Linked DNA regions of Mus musculus: regions 2 and 3 are each linked to region 1. A link is a contact called in public HiChIP or PLAC-seq data. All regions are on one chromosome and are shown on one strand. Each heading gives the region's core, a stretch centred on a gene start, on an enhancer-like site or on the middle of the called end of the contact. The rest is flanking DNA. Distances are from core to core; before and after follow the strand shown.

Region 1 (4,162 bases), core at 106-2,605:
ATTAAAGAGTAGAGCCAGCCCTATAACCTCCCCATTCAGTGATGTTTGTGCACCCAGACCGGGAACGCCTTGGTCCACACTTAATCAGCTAGATTCTACAGCCATTTTTCAGACTTCAGCCCAGTGGCGCTCCTCTTCCAGCAGACAACACCAAAGGCGACCTGGCTGGGCTCCTGAGAGTGCCTGTGTGGAAGTGGCTGAGAGCCAGGCGCGCGCGCCTCCGCCCCCTCCACAGGCAGTGATCTAGTTTCTCTCGCATCGATCTGGCCGGCCTTGCCCCTCCTCCGCACCCTGCCCCGCCCAGCACTCTTCTCTTTGTTTCCCGGCAGTACTGTCCTGGAAAGGGCGGGGGACAGAGGCAGGGTGATGATGACAACCCCTTCCCTCACAGAAGGAATCCCCTTGGGGTCTGAATCGGTGTCTCCGAGGTCTCTTGAGCCTGGGCTGGGGCTGTTGGCAGGCCTGAGAGTTCTGACCCTCGGGTTCCAATATGAACCCAAAGAACCGATGGATGTCCTTTGCTTACAGCCTAGGAAACAGGCCAGGAGCCAGCAGAAGCGACCCATGGTCACCTTTAGACTTCTCCAGACGCAGCGCCACCCGCGGTGTCCTGGGCACTTGCTTCACTTCCAGGCCTCAGTTTCCCTTTAAGCCTTGGCCTTGCTCCAGGGTTCAGTTTTCCCACTAACCAGTAAAGAAGGTTCAGTTGGAGGGGGTACCCTCTGAGTCTGAGGTTCTCTTGTCCTGGACCCCAGCCTGTGCACTGGCCCAGGCCCTATTTGGACCCTATTTAGAAGTAAAGTTGGGCAGGATATGACTGAACGTGTCAAGGACCCGGATAGTCTCATCCTGCCTCTACCACCCAGACCTCAAGTTCCCTTTTGTGCCTTATCCTTACCCTAGCCCTCGGTTTCCTCACTGAGCAAACCCGGTGGAACAGTGGCTTAAGGGATACTTAGGGGCCGGAGGATAGCTCTACAAAGCCAGGCCTCAGTTTCTCAACTTAGAAGTAAAGAAGGGCAGGATGTTGCTGGAACAGTGGTGAAGGGTGGCCTCGGGGTTAGGGGATCACTCCCTGCACCTGCGACTTCAGGCCTTAGTTTCTCTATTTAGAAGAAAAGAAGGGAGGATAGGATGCTGCTGGAGTGAAGGCAGAGACTTGGAAGTTGAAGAATGGCGCCCCGCCCCGTGTATGCGACCCCTGTCCTCAGTTTCCCCATCGGTCTGAGCCTGACTGGACATTCCCTCGGGGAGCCCCGGCAGGCTGCGCTAGGTCGGAGGCGGCGCTGCCAGAACAGGGTCGGGGTCCCAGGAGTGTAGCCCCCCGCGGCTGCGCGCTGCGCGGAGCGGTGACATCACTCGGCGGGGAGGAGCGCACGGCTCTGGACCAGGCTCAGCCGGGGCTCCTCGGCGGCCGCGGCCATGACGCAGGGTCCGGGTGGCCGCGCGGCCCCCGAGCCCGAGGCGCCCACCACCTTCTGCGCACTGCTGCCGCGGATGCCGCAGTGGAAGTTCGCAGCGCCGGGTAGCTTCCTGGGCCGCGGTCCCGCGGCGACGCGCGTGGCGGGGGTGGCAGAGGCGCAGCCGGAGCCCGGGGTCCCCGCGCTGGCCGCTGTGTTGGGCGCTTGCGAACCGCGCTGCGCCGCGCCCTGTCCGCTGCCCGCGCTCGGCCGCTGCCGGGGCTCGGGGACGCGGGGCGCGCGGGTGACTCCGGATGTCGCTGACGAGTGGGTGCGCAAGGGCGGCTTCATTCACAAGCCGGCGCACGGCTGGTTGCATCCCGATGCCAGGGTCCTGGGGCCCGGGGTCTCTTACATCGTTCGGGTGAGTGCGCTCAGCCTCTTTCCCGGCGCGCCGTGGTCGGGGACCGCTCCCACCCCCAGTTTGGTCTCTTGGACCCCAAGAGCCAAGTGAGCGCTCCCCACAACCCAGGAACCCAGTCTCCAGTACGCGCGCTTCTCGACCGCCCCCACTCGCAGGCGCTGGGGTCCGGGTTCTCACGGCGTCACGTGGGGAGGGGCGGGGAGAGGGCGCAGGTAGGGAGGGGACACACGCATGCGCAAGCTAGCCGCACCCCCCCTCCGCTATTGGGTGGGAGAGTCCTTAAGATAAGGACTAGGTATCCGAGGGTTCCCTGACCCCGGAGAAAGCAACTTTGCAGGCTTATAGTGGGGACTCAAGCTCAGGGCTCAGGGTTCCAAATTCCACATCAGAGCCGATGAAGTGAAGGGGCCTGGCTTTGTTTATCCCCTTTATTTTGGCAGAGGTGGAAAGGGGTAGGGATTTGGCCAGAGGATAGCGACTTCCAGCTGCAGGCCATCATTCTGGCTTATCAACCCCAAATATTGGGATGCTAAGATGAGTGTCACCACTTCCAGACCTTTGTTCTTTGTTTTGTTTTTGAAACGGGGTCTCATGTAGCTCAGGCTGACCTGGAAGTCACTATGTAGCTGAGGATAACCTTGCATTCCTGATCCTCCTGCTTCCACTTTGCAAGAGCCAGGGTGACAGTCATGCACCACCACACCCATTCCCTATGATGCTGGGGATGGAGCTCAGCCCTTTTCATGTTAGTTGAGCTCTGTATCTGCTTAGCCCCAGCCCCTACCCAGGTTTCTATTGTGACCTTTGCAAGGGTGGGGGGATGGTGTACCACGTGCCCTCAAGTCATTGGGGACATTTTATCTTCTCCGATCCAAGCATCTGCCCGTATGTGCAGTGTGTGAAGGTGAGCTGAGAGAAAGCTGGTGTGTGGTGCTCACCTCAGGCACTCCAGTCTGGCTTCCTGCCCACCACTGTTGATGAGGTGCCACGTGATCTCAGAATGCTGTTTGTTGGATGTCCTGCACCAGGATGCTGAGAGGGTGATCTCTCTTTGTGTCTTTGTTTTCCCCACCAGCGTCCACCATGTTACTTCTCCCTTCCCCGGGCTCCTCTGAGTCTCCGATATTCTATGTCTCGGGGAATCTTCCAAATAGGACCTTATTTGGAAGTGAATTTAGTGGAGCACACCTGTAGTCCCAGCATCATTTAGGAGGCTGGAGCAGGAGGATCGCCAATAGTTTAGGCCAGTCTGGGCTACATAGCCAGACCCATCTCAAAAGATAAAGGAAGAAAGGCATGGTGCACTTGCAAAGGCAAGGATGGAGGATCTATATGGGTTTAAGGCCAACCTGGTCTACATAGCAAGTTTCAGAATCATCTATAAACACACACACACACACACACACACACACACACACACACACACAAAGACAAAAAAAACAAATAAAAAAGGAAATACGTCTAGTGACAATTTTGGAATTTTGGTTTCTTTAAAAAATACAGAAATCTTATGAAACAATATGCTTTTGTTTTCATGCTAGCTGTTGGGATGTGGGGCTGCAGTGAACTGTCTGCAGCAGCTGACTATGATTTGCCTCATGCTCTAGCAGAGATGTGTTTTTGTCAGTTGTAGATAGTTTCTGTGATTGTGCAATGTTTGGGATTCTGGAAACTTTTTAGAGGGTATATACATGCTAGGCCCCAGAGGCGGGGTTGGTGCTTGGTGGTCGTTCAGGAGAGTTGGTTGCTGTGTGTAAGTAGTTGTGTTCAAAACAAACAAAAGCAAAGAAGTTAGATTCAGGGATCTCTCTCTCCTCTTTCTCTTCTCCGGGATGAAATGGGGTCAGGAGGATAAAGGGAGGGAGAAAGAAGAACTCACAAAGTAGCAAAGAGCAGCCACAGTAGGTTTGTTGTAGCTGTAATGAATTTAGATGAGGTTGTACTGGAGCAGGGTGGGTCCTCTTGCAATGACTGAGACATAAAAGCCAAAAAGGGGCCAGGAATGGTGGCACACACCTGTCATCCCAGTCCTGGGAAGGTAGAGGCAAGGGGATTAGGAATTCAAGGTTATTCTTGTGTAGAGGTGAGTTTGAGGCTGGCCTGGGCTATGTGAGATCTTGTCACAAGACAAAACAGAACAGCTAAGAGTAGGGGTAGAGGCTGGAACAAAAGACAAGAGCTACAAGCCGAGGGCCACTCTGAGAACCCCCAGATGCTGGAAGAAGGGGACCCTCTGTGGAACCTCAGAGGAAGAGTGCTGTCTGCAGGATGGAGCTCCTGCAGGAGCTGATAAAGAACTCCCGCTGTGTTCTGTTTGTTCTGACTGTGGTACTTTGTT
Region 2 (3,898 bases), core at 285-2,784, 1.2 Mb after region 1:
AGCCAGTGATAACCCTTGTCTCCTCCTTTAAGGCCGGGAACCCTAACACCCCAAATTCATCCTCTCAGAACATGTACATGTCCCCTTAAGGGGTTCTCTGCAGGAAGTTGCAGGACACTCTGCTCTACTCTGAGACTATGTCCCCAGTTCATGCCAAGCTACTATCAGTACCCACCTTGATGAAGAGGTTGGTGCCAGCCACTATCTGTCTCTTGAAGGATATGGCTTTAAAGACATCAAACTTCTGATTTTCTTTCGATTCAAGCTGGGACTTCACCTGGATGGTGGGTGAGAAGGAAGGACTTAGATTCATGCACAGGTGCCCCCACACACACACACTGCCAGCCTTCAATACTCCTCATTCCGGGGGACATGGTAAACTGTTGGCCCCACTGATAAAGAACAACACAGCTCCTTTTTTTTGGGGGGGGGGGGGACAGGGTCTCACTATGTAGCTATGGCTGGCATGGAACTAAGCAAACTGGGCTGGCTTCAAATTCAGAGAGACTCGCCTGTCTCTGCCTCCTGAGTGCTGATGTGGCACGTGGCCAAGGTTCCCTTGCCTGGCCAGTGTGTCTGTAACATTTCCTCATTTCTAGGGTCTCATGGAGCTGACTCACTCCTTCTTGGCCACTTCAGTCAGAGCAAACACCTCCCAAGATCAGCTAGGCTTAGTGGACAGGGTCCTGGGCTTGGGGCGTGGCAGGAGAGCTGAAGAGAGGATTTGTTTAACTTTTCTTCTCTTGCTAATACCCTGAACCTCCCCCTACCTTGTACTGAATCTCTGCTCTGCTAACAGTCACAGGAAGGGCAGCCCAGGCCCAAGGTCCACCCCCTCGTTTCAGACTAGGCACAAGCAAGTTCTACAACTTCTGGTTTTGATCCTTTTTTTTTTCCCTGAGGGGCGGTGTTGGTGATGGTGGTGGTGGTATCAGTTGAATTCCTGCCACTGAGCTAAACAGTCCTAGCTCTTTCTTTTGAGGAGACAAGCACAGTAGCCCAGTCTGGCTTTCTCTTGTTTAGGCCTGGGTGTAAGTCAAAAAGGTGCCGTCTAGGTTCTAACAGCTGCCTTCCTGAATTCTCTGGGACCACCGGATCCCTCCACCGATCCCGGGGCTAGTTCCCTAATAGGTGAGTGGCCCTCTTGTATGCAAGCGGCAGAAGACTCGCCCCAGTTCCCGGCCCTGAATCTTCCAACCAGATCCAGAGCCCCCAGCTCCCAGTCACACTTGTGGCCGCCCCGGAAACCCGCTGCAGGACCTGACCAGTCTGGGCAGGCCGGTCCCTGAGGCCGCCGGGTCTCCGCAGGCCTGGCTCAGACTGGCCTGACCTGGGCCCAGCCTCACCTGGTCGGCGACCTCCTGCGTCTCGGCCGTGGCTGGCATTGTGGCAGATGGCGCGCCACACATCATCTTGGCAGCAGTAGTCGGGGTAGCACGGAGAAGCTGAAGACAGATCCAACTAGGAGACCTGGGTGCCTGGACCCTAGAAAAACCTGGCTTGGCTCCGCCCCCCCGGACCCGTAGCACGTGACAGAGCGACGGGGCGGGGCGCCGCACCCTCTCGCTCGCTCTCTTTACTGTCACCACCCTCCGTTCCAGGCAGAGTCAGGAGACCCAGGCTGGGCGTGGGCGGAGGGTGAGGCATGGTGGGTGCTTCACGTCCTTTCCCTGAACGGACGCTAAGAAGGGTTTGGAGGCTGGGAGTCCTGATTGCCCCTCAATGGTCGTGAAGTGATTGTAGGAGTATCTCTGACCCGGCTTAGGGGCTTCCGGGTCCTCACAGGATGCAGAGATGTGAGAAGGGGTCCTAGTCTTTCCATGGAGTAGGTGGACACGAAGTACAGCCCTGGACATCTCAATTTCCCCTTGTCCTGTGACTATTAAGTGGGGGTCTTGATGGGTCCCTATCCCTCCTTCCATAGAGTGGATACAGAAATAGATGATTGAGGACCTAGAAGTCTCAGATCCCTGTTCCTTGACCCCTGGCCCCATCCTTTCCTCCCCTCCCCAACGTGGACTTAGTTTTTGGGTCCGGATAACCCCATGAAATAAGAGCTTATCTGGGAATTCCATTCTTTTTGAATGACATGGCCTTGTCAGGCGGTAGGCGGGGCTTGGGGATCCCAGCCCCAGCCCCACAGAGCTGGGTAGGTGGTCTATTCTGGGTGAGACTCTATTCTCACACACCCAACACAGGCTGGGAACCATGAGGACCCCGGATATGCCCTCTGTCAGTGCTCTTACTTGAGTGACCTTCAAACCCGAGTTTCCGTTTGCAAAACTGTCACAGTTGGATAGCAGGACATGATGGTATACACCTGCAATCCTGGCACTTGAGAGGCTAAGCTAACCTGACTATGCAGTGAGACCTTGGCTTAAAAAAAATAATTTGGGGGTGCAGAGGTAGCTCATGGTAAGGGGCTTGCCACGGAAGTGCGACAGCCTGAATTTGATATTTGGAACCCAGTCAAAGAGCCAAGTGAGGGGCTGGAGAGATGGCTCAGCAGTTAAGAAAACTGGCTGCTCTTCCAGAGGACCTGAGTTCAATTCTCAGCTCCCACATACTAGCTCACAACTCCAGTTCCATGGGATCCTATTTCTCCACCCCCTGGCCTCAATGGGCACTAGGGATGCAAGTGGTGCCCAGACATACATGGAGACTTGTGGTGGTGGCAGTCAACCCAAACTAAAACAGAAGTTAGTACCAGACACTGGAGTATTGCTGGGATTAGGCCTGGCCATGCTTTTGTTTGGAGGAATGTGGATTTTGGGTTAGAAAAGCAATTGATCACTTAATAGTTCATAGGGCCATAGTAGTAGGAATATGGAAGACAGTGGTGATGAAGGTGATGTGAGCTTTGGGGGTCTGGTTCAAGAGGTTTCAGAGGACAAAACTATTTGTATGTGGCCTACAGACTGTTCTCGAGCTTTGGCTAAGAACGTGGTTGCTTTTTTGCTCTTGTCTAAAAAGTCTTCGTGAGGCTAAATTTAAGTCTTTGGGATTAGTTGAGCTGGCAGAGGAAATTTCAAAATGGCCCAGTATCGACTCTCTTGTGTGGTTGTTAGTGGTCACTCTTATGAAGATCTATAATGAAAAGGAGCAAGCTGAGGAAGTAAAAAATACAAAATGTACAGAAAAGGGGGCACCAGGAAGTGGAAAGGAGCTAAATCCTGTTTTTTAAGGAGTTAAACAGGTAACAGAAAAGCCAAATGTTTACATAAAGGGAATGGTGACTTCAGGGCAAGAGTCTGCCCAGCTAAGCTTTCAGCCTGTGAAAAGGAATTAAAAGAAAGTTTAGAGCCAGGTGTGGCGGTGCATGCCTTTAATCCCAGCAGTTGTGTGAAGCCAGTTTTGTCTTCAGATCAAGTTTCAGGACAACCAAGCTCAGGCAGTGAAGGAAAGCAGGGGGTCAGTTCCCAGCCTCAGCAAGCAGCAGAACTTGGCAGCTTCGGTCACATGGTTCTGGCTTTAGAGGCAAGGATAGAAGACAGGGGTTATGGAATCTCCCTCTGAGGTCAAGGGAAGCTGCTGAGGCCAGGTATTGTCATGGGTGGAGGCCTATAGAGGCCATCACGTGAAGCTATGAAGCCTGGATTGCCTTGGAGAAACCAAGATATTGGAGATACCAGAGCCGAGGGATAGCTGTTGAGGAAAGCTGCTAACAGGGAGTGGAGCCAGCCCAGGAGAGAGAGGAATGCTGCAGCCAACACAGCTGAAAGAGTTGGAAATCTGAAGAGCACTTTGGCGTCAGACTTGGAGATGCAGAGCTTGGACTTTGCCCAGCTGGTTTTAGTCTTGCTTTGGTCCAGTATTCCCTTCCTGTGCTTGCCTTTATCCCTTTTGGAATGGTGATGGATATCCTGTGCTATTATATGTTGGAAGTATGTGATCTGCT
Region 3 (3,910 bases), core at 842-3,341, 2.0 Mb after region 1:
ACCTCATTTGCAAGTGTAGCACCAGGAAGCACCTGACAAGGACTCCTCGGGTCACTTCTAAAGCCAGCTGTAACAGGTGTGAATGCTCATTCCTTCCCTCAGGTTTCCCACCTGCTGTGACCTGCACATGGACCACCAGTCCCAGCTGACCCGGAGGCCACAGATATGAGTCCAGGCAGTCCAGACCTTCCGACTTCCCATCTGCTGGGCAGGACAGCCGGGGCCAGGGGAAGACAGAACGGAGCGCACACCTGTGTCCCGCATCAAAGTTCAGGGCTGGTCAATGCTCAACCCAGAGTAGAACCAGAGGGACTTAAAACTGGGCCAACCCTCACTGGCCTCCCAAGCCTCTTATCATATAGCTCCATAATGTCAGCCTGACTTTTATGTTTCCTCCCTGGTTCACCATATTCATAACTAGGTCACCTTTTAACTATTCGAAACGCACCTTCAGGGGAGAGGGGGCGGGCTTTATAAATAACCTTTATTATCACTCTTCAGGTCGGCTGTGCTCCCCGGGCTCCTGGAACAGGAAAGCACACGTTCGTGATTCATCCCAGGCCCGGAAGCATGGCCGTCCTCACGACTCCCAGGCAGGCCTGCACGGGGGTCCTTCAGGGGTTCATTTACAAGCTCACCTCACAATGCAAGGTGGCCCTGCCTGGGATGGGGGAGCACACAGATGCCATCACTTGCAGCCAAGGGATTTGTGTGGTGACAACAGACTTAGAAGCTCCACCTTCAAAGCTGTCACTGCAGGTGTGGCTGGAGAACACACCTGGAGGAGGGGCAGGGGCAGGGGCTTCTCTTCTGCCTCAGATCCCCACAGGTGGCACTGTATCGGGCCCCAGGGTCTTCTCACCCACAGCCCTCAGTGTACCGGTTGCTGAAACTTACAACCAGTCACTTCTAGGTAGTTAGGTTATAAACCGCATGCAGCAGCGTTCACATAGGTCAGTGTTCCAAACCTGGGTCGCAGGGTCACCCCTTGCCATGTCACAGAGAGCAACAGCCCAGTACGGGAAGGAGCCTCACTCCTCCTGGCAACCCAACAGAAGGTGTGCACCCGAGAACACAACCACCTGTCACACCAGTACCTCTTGTCCCTGGGATTCCCACTACCAACTTGCAGGTCCAGCTATCAGATCCAACTGCCTTGTGTCTTTATCCCATTAATTGTGACTTGATCGTTAGAATCTCTTGCTGGGAACCCTAGAGCAGGATGTCACTGGTGTTCCCAGTGGCCTAAGAAGAGAAGGAGGCCTGTAGTTGGCCCACCTCGAGGAGCTCCAGGCTAAACCCAGGTGTGGGTTGTGGGTGTGTTTGGGGCTGGGCCTGTGTTTTCTCCTTCAACTGGGGACAGAGCCAGGCCCGTGGCGGCCCAGAGCTTTGCTAAATGCAGGTTGGATAGCTCATCCGATGCCAGGAGCCCGAGGGCCGGGGACTTCATTCCTGAAGCAGGTGCCTGGCCTTCCCCGGCAGTCAAGCAGGTAAGTACTTGCGAAGCCTCGATGGCTGCTGTTAGCGCTTTGAAACTTGAAACCCCTCCCACCTCTAGGAGCTTAGAGAAACCTTTTATTGTGACTGCCTGTGCTGCCCCTTCTATTGTATCTCCCCTGTCCCCCATAACTGTCCAGGTTTCTAGGAGGACAGCATCTTACCACACTCAAGTGACCTGGTGTCAGGAGGTGGCATGTCAAACCCCATTTTTCTCCAACTTCACAAAAGATGCCCTACCCATGTCCCCATGTGGTCACCTTACCTGTGCAGGGCTCCCAGGGCCGGGCACCACGGCTTGGGGTACCCAGAAGCAAGAGCACCGCACACAACATCAGCAGCGCAGACATGAGGGGCTCGAGTCCCAAGATCCATCCAGGGGTTCCACACGCCTGCAGAGAGGCAGCCACTCTTAATTCCCTGTGAGGGGCAGTCTGGACCCCAGGTGGTCACTGTGATGAGCCCATGTTTGTATCTGCAAGAGGACAGAGGTAGTCCTGGCAGTAATGACAGCCCCTAGCTGTTCTGCAGTAGCAAAAGGCGGGTGGCCCTGGCAGACTGAAGCGTCAGCTGCAGGCAAGGGCTTATCTCTCTGCTTCCCTGCTGGGCTTGGGTCCCGAGCGCAGGTGACAACGGGTATCAATCTTCAGGACTGGGATTAGTCATTGGCAAAGCTCACCCTCCTGAAGGAGAGACAGAAATAGATCCTTCAGCGGAGCACTGAGAACAAACCAGAAAAACTTAGAAAACCAGTTTTTCCTGGGTGCAGATGACGGGCGGCCGCGTGCTGCTGTGCAGGACTCGAGCAGGTGACCTTGGCAGACCTGCAGCTACCGATAGGGACAGGTGCTCTGTCGGTCCACCTCCTGCTCTCTTGGGGATTCCCAAACAGGGCTCTTTCCTCTCAGCTGGGGCGAGTGTCCCCCGAGGTCCCAACACGCAGCAGGGGGTCAGCCTTAGGTCCAGCAGAAGGTCAGATCCTCTGTTCTGTGCTGAGATAAGGATCAGTCTTAGAGGAGGTGGTGACAGAGGAAGGTCTCCTGCCCTGCCGGGTCCCACACCGTCCCCAGGAGGGCCGGCTTTGAGGAGGGCTTTTTATCTGGTGCCCAGCCCTCGGAGGGTGTGTGGGTTTGTCAACTGTTGGCTTCAGGAATTCCCCTGTGGGGGGAGCCATCCTTAAAGCTGTTCCAGAGGAAAGGGTTTAAGAGTGGCTGTGCAGAGAGTGCATTGCCCGTGTGTGCTCAATTCCCTGAGAGATGCTTCCGACTCAACAGGACCCCCTTTCACAAGCCCCTGAGACACACAGTCCCCCCACCCCGAATGTCCCAACTCAGAACTCAGGCAGAGCCTGACACTGTGGGTGTTTGTTTGCAAATGGCAGACGGTTTTGTATGTATGGGGAGGGTGGGGGTGGCAAGAGGGTGGGTACTGAAAAACAGAGAGAGAGGATGATGAAGATGGATGGAGAAGAGAGAAAGAGTTAGGGGGAAAGGCCCAGCTCAGGGGCCTGGCAATGTTTGACTCAGTGGGTGTTTGTGAGCTCAAGGCCCTGTGATTAGAGAGAGACAGAGAGACAAGAGACCATAAGAGAGGGAGCAGACAAGATAGACCTGGAGAGATGAGATGGGGTGGGGGATGGGAGGAGAAAAGAGAGAGGTGGGAGGGTAGTACAGAGATGGAAGAGGAAGAAGGGATGGATGATCTGCAGAGTGCTGGAGGGTCTGTCTCTGTGTAGGGGACATGTATTCAAGCCTTCCCTTCTCCCTGGAAACCCTGATCTGCCATTTATGTCCCGGTGAGGAGGCTTGTGGGCTTGTGGTGACTAAGATAGCTATAAAGAAATCCTTGGAGAGGCACTTGTTATACATGGCTACCCTCTACCTGGCCCAGGGGAGCTCTTGGGGTAAGTTTCTTCACTCCTGGGCTCAGTGCCGCTCCTTCCTGGTGGGACCTATGGAGTAGTGGCGGGGTTTTCTGAGGTTCCTATCCTTGTAGATCCGAGCTGCTATTAGCTTATATGGAGCCCACATCACCGTGACCCTAACCATCAAAGGAAAGATGTGTGGCTCCCAGGGAAGCAGCAGCCTGATCTGAGAGGGAGGGGGGGAGGGGAGCAGCCTGGGAGGGGGAGGAGAGCAGCCTAGTCTGGGGGTGGGGGGCAGAGTGGGTGGGGGGAGCAGCCTGGTCTGAGGGGGGAAGGGGAAGGGAAGGGGGAGAGGAACAGCCTCATCTGTGAGGGGAGGGGAGGGGGAGGGGGGCCTGGGAGGGGGAGGAGAGCAGCCTGGCCTGAGGCGGGAGGGGGAGACCTGGTCTGAGGGGGGAAGGCACTGTCGTGCAGTCTCTTTCCCAGCTGAGGAACACTTTGTTCTGCAGCAGGACCCCTCCCAGCCCAGCTGCAGGTAGTGGTGGTAGC

The links. HiChIP or PLAC-seq counts read pairs in DNA pulled down with a chosen protein or histone mark.
Region 2: an H3K27ac HiChIP or PLAC-seq map of embryonic stem cells shows a contact between it and region 1, with 7 times the contacts expected there. The contact joins the promoter of Cstb here to the promoter of Shc2 in region 1. A contact is called at or near these places in 2 of 39 promoter capture datasets (cranial neural crest and neural stem cells), 9 of 115 datasets of contacts at active chromatin or transcription factors (embryonic forebrain, embryonic stem cells, stem cell-derived neural progenitor cells and 1 more) and 1 of 9 other capture datasets (embryonic stem cells).
Region 3: a contact with region 1 is called in an H3K4me3 HiChIP or PLAC-seq map of embryonic stem cells, with 5 read pairs. The contact joins the promoter of Tspear here to the promoter of Shc2 in region 1.

The regions. Positions count from the first base shown.
Region 1 is chr10:79,635,111-79,639,272 of GRCm38.p6, reverse strand. Shc2 (SHC (Src homology 2 domain containing) transforming protein 2) reads left to right here and starts at 1,355. Exons shown (of 13, transcript NM_001024539.1): 1 at 1,355-1,824. The coding sequence starts at 1,423.
Region 2 is chr10:78,423,306-78,427,203 of GRCm38.p6, reverse strand. Cstb (cystatin B) reads right to left here and starts at 1,534. Exons shown (of 3, transcript NM_007793.3): 1 at 1,347-1,534; 2 at 176-277. The coding sequence starts at 1,412.
Region 3 is chr10:77,684,750-77,688,659 of GRCm38.p6, reverse strand. Tspear (thrombospondin type laminin G domain and EAR repeats) reads right to left here and starts at 2,091. Exons shown (of 12, transcript NM_001287074.1): 1 at 1,763-2,091. The coding sequence starts at 1,847.